Linked DNA regions of Triticum aestivum: region 2 is linked to region 1. The links are chromatin contacts, called in public Hi-C maps. All regions are on one chromosome and are shown on one strand. The core of a region is the stretch at or near the end of the contact, and the rest is flanking DNA. Distances in the headings are between cores, read along the strand shown.

What was found. A called contact is a pair of places that touch in the nucleus more often than the background predicts.
Region 2: a contact with region 1 is called in a Hi-C map of leaf, with 4 times the contacts expected there. The contact joins the promoter of LOC123157014 here to the enhancer-like site in region 1. A contact is called at or near these places in 2 of 5 Hi-C or Micro-C datasets (both in leaf).

The regions. Positions count from the first base shown.
Region 1 is chr7B:700,478,632-700,481,777 of IWGSC CS RefSeq v2.1, reverse strand. No RefSeq gene overlaps it. Among protein-coding and RNA genes, the nearest start is that of LOC123160861, 71 kb to the left of the region's middle. Within about 2 kb of position 1,682, at least 3 of the 8 cell types and tissues checked have an H3K27ac peak or open chromatin away from gene starts, as enhancers often do. A contact at or near this core is called in leaf, where this site is marked.
Region 2 is chr7B:700,917,524-700,920,669 of IWGSC CS RefSeq v2.1, reverse strand. It overlaps LOC123157014 (transducin beta-like protein 3), which reads left to right and starts at 1,567. Exons shown (of 14, transcript XM_044575236.1): 1 at 1,567-2,088; 2 at 2,265-2,447; 3 at 2,640-2,789; 4 at 3,141-3,146. The coding sequence starts at 1,756.

The DNA.
Region 1 (3,146 bases), core at 433-2,932:
ACACGGTGGAGAGCTCGCCGACATGCTCCTCCTATGTACTTCAACCATACCTTCGGAGAGCATGGGATCAACACATTGATTTTTTCCCTAGAGCTGGAGGCAGCACCGGCCATAGATAGGGTGAGGCGGCGACGACCATGGGGAGGTGGAGGTGCCATGGACAAGGACGGTGACGACGGCGCCATCGCTAGGTTGCGGTGAGACTCTGTCGGACTGTTAGAGTTATATCTCACTTTACCAAGAGTACCTTCTGTCTCGCCTGGAGCTTTTTTTTCTGTTTTGTACAATATTGGACTGGCCCGTTTCGTAGCTCTCTCCCTCGCTCGGGCGCTCTTCCTCGCTCGCTGGTAACTATGTTCGCTCCTTTTTTCTCTGTTTTTTTCTTTCATGTTTCTTTTTGTTATTTTGTTTCTCCACATGTTTCTTTGGTTTTTCCTTTGTTTTTCACCGGTTCTCTTTGTTTTATTCCTGTTTTTTCTTTGTTTTTTTGTTTCTTCCTTCGTTTTCATTGGTTCTTTCTTTTATTTCCTACTTTCTTTATTTTCTTTGTTTCTTTCTTGGTTTCATATGTTCTTTGTTTTTCCTTGGGTTTTATTAGTAGTAGTATTGTTTTGCACTATTTTTTAAGTTTTTGTTTTCTTTGTTTCTACTGGGTTTATTTGTTTTATTTGCCGATTTTCATTGGTTTCTTTTTTGGTTCAACACATGACAACTTTTTATCAGTACACATTCTGTATTTTCGTATACATCAGAAATATATTTTATATACAAGTTTAACATTTTTGACAAACATGATGAATATTTTTTAAATCTATTTTTTTATTGTGCACTTTTCCATACACATTGTAAATTTTTTGTGTATCTAATACATTTTCTATATACACATTTAACATATTCTCAATACATGGTGAATATTTTTCAATACATGACGGCCATTGTTTAGTGGCAATAAAAAATTTCACAATAAAATTTTTCTGTATACACCAATAAACATTGTTTCTACATGTTTAACATTTTTAATAGACGTTTAATAATTTTTAAATACATGTTGAATATTTTTTCATACACATTGTATATGTTTTTTATATATTTTCCCATATACTAGTAAAACATTTTCTATACACATTTACCATTTTTTATATGCTTCATTAATACTATTCAAATATTTGATTTATATTATTTCAATATATTATCAATTTTTTTCATACATATTGTATATTTCTTATAGACTCCCTTCCATTCATATAATTGACATTTCTTTAGTACAACTTTGTGTTCATGACGAATATTTTCTCCATAAACATTTAACATTTTTAAAAGCTTAGTTACCATTATTAAATATTTTCTGGAAAGTATTTTCTATAATATATATTTATAATATTTGGAATTTTTTTCAAAATTAAAAAAAATACTCCCTCCGTTCCTAAATATTTGTCTTTCTAGACATTTCAACAAGTGACTACATACGGAGCAAAATAAATGAATCTACATTTTAAAATATGTCTACATACATCCGTATGTAGTAGTCCATTGAAATGTCTAGAAAGACAAATATTTAGGAACGGAGGGAGTACAAAACAAAAACACGAAAACATTAAAAAAAATAAGGTATTGGCCTGTGGCCTTCCACGTGCTGGGCCAGCTCATTTACGGAGGCACCTGACATGAACGCAACCTATGATATGCACCGGACCATAACCGGCTTGGACGAGAGCTCCTGTTCGGCAGCGCCCTGTTGGGTTGGCCCGTGAACGTACTGTGCAGCGAACCTGTAGTAAAAAAAAAACCCCAGGATTCGAACCGAGGTCACTCAATGTCCGTGCCAGTTTCGCTAACCACTACACCAACTGCACGTTTTGACTGATATAAAGCACCAACCTTATAAGAACAAGTGCCGCTGCGCTATTTATAGCACAGTGCCCACCATTGTTTGAATTATTTAGAAAAAATCATGAATTTAAAAACGTTCATCATTTTTTAAGAACAATACACATACTTAAAAAAAAGCTTCATCGATGTTGAAAAAAGTTCAACGCTTTTGAAAAAAGTTCATCGAATTTGAAGAAAAGCTCATCAATTTATAAAAAAGTTCACCGAGTTTGAAAAAAGTTCATCAATTTTGGAAAAAAGTTCATCAAACTTGAAAAAAGTTCATCACATTTGAAGAAAATTTATCGATTTTAAAAGAAGTTCACCGGGCTTGAAAAAAGTTCATCAAATTTAAAGAAAATTTCATATCATGTTTTCAAAAAAATTCATCAAATTTGAAGAAAAGTTCATCAAACTTGAAAAAGTTCGTTGAATTTGAAGAAAAGTTCATCAATTTTGAAAATGTTCATATCAAGTTTTCAAAAAAGTTCATCAAATTTGAAAAAAATTTCATCAAACTCAAGAAACGTTCATCAAATTGAAGAAATAATCATCAATTTTGCAAAAGGATCATCGAATTTGATAAGAAGTTCATCGACTTTTAAGAAATAGTCACGAATTTTTTAGAAAAACATTGAACCATGAAGAAGATTAAAGAAGAAAAAAAAAGAAAAGTAGACAATAATAGAAGGAAAAGATGTCAGTAGTCACGTGAGAATCGGTGGCGAATGGTAAGTGCGAACTAATTTAAGGCGGCAGGTCCTATGTTTGAGTCTCACCGTAGCCGCTTTTTTTGTGCGAAAAACAGAAGAGAGAAAAGAGCAGATGGGCCAGCCCAGCGCGAACGGGGGGTGGGGGGGGGGGTATGTGCCCGTTAGCGAAAACGCCTGTAACGGGCGCTAAAGGCGCCGCTTGGACCGCTTGCGCTCCAGGCCGAATTTCGTATCTGAACGCAGCCATTAACAGTATCGGGCCTGACTCGGTCCCAATGGCTCGCAGCAAGCCATGAGCTATTTATTAATTTTTTCTAAATTTATGATTTTTTTCTTAAATTCGTGATCTTTTCCAAACTAAATTATTTTTCAAATTCGGGAACCTTTTTTTTTTAACTTTGTGATTTTTTGTCAAATTAGTGAACCTTTTTTCTAGTGCATGTAGTTCCTTTAAATTCCCGAACTTTTTTCCAATTCTTGAATCTTTTTTGAATTCATGGACTTTTTTTTTGAACTCGTGAACTTTTTTCAAACCTGTATACTTTTTCTTGAATCCAAGAATAT
Region 2 (3,146 bases), core at 318-2,817, 440 kb before region 1:
CAAAATGTTCCAAGGTACCAGGGGAAACCATCTAAAACCTAATAAACAAAAATCTAGCTAAAATATAGATATTTGATTAGTATTGCATGGATACAACAATCAAGAAAATATATTCAACAAAGACAAAAATTTTAAGCCCATGCCTAATGTACTAATCAGGTTTCATGAGGCACACATGGTGACTTAAGCTTATTGTTGCTATTCTAACACATTACAGTTAACAAAAATAATTTTCATACAAAGTCTAATAATTTTTTTTGATTATTTTCAGTCAATGCCTTCACCTGCTGGTTATGACATTATTGTTTGATTCTTTTCATATGAAGTTTAATAACAAAATTTGTTGGACCATATCGACTCATCAGGTTAGAGAAATGTTTGCGCATTTAAAAAAATGTCATAAATTTGGAAAGAGTTTGAGAATGTTAAAAAATGTTCATGAATTTAAAAAATGGTTTGCATATTAAAAAATGTTAGTGAGTTTGAAAAATATTCATGACTTTTTAAAAATGATCTTGAACTGAAAAAAATACTCATGGAGTTTAAAATATGTTTGTGAGTTCGAAAAATATTCACTATCTCAAAAAATGTGCTCAAGTTGAAAAATGTACTTGAACCTCATTTTTTGAGAATTCCAACAATGTTCGTCGGTTTCAAAAATGTTAAAAAAATATTCATGAGTTTGAAAAAAAATTCACAAATTTCAAAAGCAGTTCTTGTATTCAAAAAAAGTTCACACTTTAAAAAATGTTTGCAATTTGCAAAAACAAAATCATGAATTCAGAAATTGTTCATCATTTTTAAAAAAAATATGTATTTTAGATATTGTTTAGTTTGGAAAAGGAAAAATAAAAATGAAAAAGAAGAAAAAAATAAAAGAGAAAGAAAAAGAAAAACTAAAAAGAAAGAGGTAAAAAGGTAAAAACATAAAAGAAAAAGGAAAAAAGAACCAGAGAAAAAGCAACGAAAAAAGAATAAGGAAATCTGGTTCAGGGAAGGTTCTAGAAACTTCTCAAAGTCGGTGGAGAAAAACCCAAAATAGGCCGGCCTACACTGAAGACGAGGCGCGCGGGGTTGGTGTTTTGATCGTTATTCCCCAACCTATGCGGGGATAGCATCCGCCCACACACACACCCCACTTATGTGAGCTCAGAATATTTGCTCAAAACAAAATTAAAAGTGAGCCCAACAGGGCCACAGCCCTCAATGTCGCTGCGTCAGGGACACACGTGTCGACGCCTTAGGCTTCTCTCCCTCCCGCATAGACGCACTGCCGCCTCAACCCGGCAATCCGACCCATGGGCACCCGACCCGAATGGGTAGGGTATGGGTCAGCATATTCACCCATGGGTTAGCCCGATGGATAACCCAGGTAGGGTATGGGCATGAGGTCCTGCCCGTGGGTCACTCGATGGGTCGCCCGATTAGCTGACATGTGGGCCCTTTATATTTAAATAAATAGTAGTAGTAGCTTCCCAGTCCAGCTTTGCCTGCCAGCCCACCGTCCCCGGCCCAGTCCAGTAAGTCAGCACATTAGGTTTTACGAGCAGAGAAGCCATGTCCCCAAAAAAAAATCGAGCAGAGAAGCCAACCGAACCTAGCCGCCGCACTCTCGTCCTCTCCCATCCTCAAGCCGCCGCCGCCGCCCACTGTCCCGCGCGGCCACGCCGCCGACTTAAACCCTGCTCCCCCCTTCTCGCGCCGCCACCACTGCAAAACCCTAGCTCCGACGACCCGCCGCCGACGCGCAACGCCATGGCTCTGTCGCAGGGGCCCAAGAACAACTACCGCTGCGACCGCTCGCTGCAGCAGTTCTACACGGGCGGGCCCTTCGCCGTCGGGCGCGCCCCCCGCGGCGAGGGCGAGGGCGACGCCGAGGAGGCGTTCCTCGCGTGCGCCTGCGGCAGCGAGCTGCGCGTGGTGTCCGCCGCCGACGCCTCCGCCATAGGGGAGCCCATCGACGGCGACTCCGAGGCCGTCACGGGGATCGCGCTGTCCCCCGACTCCCGCCTGCTCTTTGCTGCTGGCCACAGCAAGCTTATCAGGGTCTGGGACCTCGCGTCTCGCACTTGCATCCGCAGCTGGAAGGTAGGTGCTTTTTCTAATCTTCGTCTCTTCTCTGGTGACAGAATGGAGGATTTACACATATAAATGTCAACATCTTCTGCAGCTATAAATTTTTCATTTGAGCGTATTAGTACTGCCTTCTTTTTGTTCCTCAATATCCGAGGTATGCTCATTTGTTTTTTGTTATGACTTAACAGGGACATGATGGTCCTGTTATGGCCATGTCATGCCATGCTTCTGGTGGGTTGCTTGCAACCGCCGGAGCAGACAAGAAGGTTTGCGTGTGGGATGTGGATGGTGGGTTTTGCACACATTTCTTTAGAGGTCATACAGGTGTTGTGACGACCATAATGTTCCACAGAGATCCAAAGCGCCTTCTGGTGAGTATGATTTTGGAGATAAATTACTTACATGTGAAGAAAACATGATCAATTGAAATCAAACTTTTTTCTTCTTGGTGCAAGTAACTCAGTATTAGCCCCACTGAGCTGTTGTTGGTTTTTGTGATACATGCCTTCTATTTCTCATTGCATTCATGGTATTTGTAGCCTCATTATTTTCTCGATGTCTAGTTATTTTCAGGAAGTGATGATGGCACAGTGCGCGTTTGGAACCTTGAAAGCAAAAAATGCATTGCGGTGCTTAACGCACATTTTTCAACAGTGACTTCGTTGGCATTATCAGAAGACGGGCTAACATTGCTCAGTGCAGGAAGGGATAAGGTATAGCGGGAGGATTGAAATCTGGCTTAAATTTCCCCTATGTTTATAAGTTGATTTTTCATATTTATGTGTGTGCTAGTTTATACTTTGATGATGCATGAGTTCCATTGGTTTGTCATTGCTAGACACTGGAAAAGCTGGGGTTTGAAATTGATTGCAACAGTCATAAAATAGATGATCTTCATGGCCTCATGGTGGATGGGGCTAGTTACGATCATGCTTTTTATTTATCTAGACTAGATACTTTTTAATGGCTAGCATTCCGATATTCATCAGTATAAAAATTGTAAATTTGCAATGCATATTTCTGTCCTGAGCTACCAACATTTTGAGTGGATGAAACGTCTGTAGGTTGTG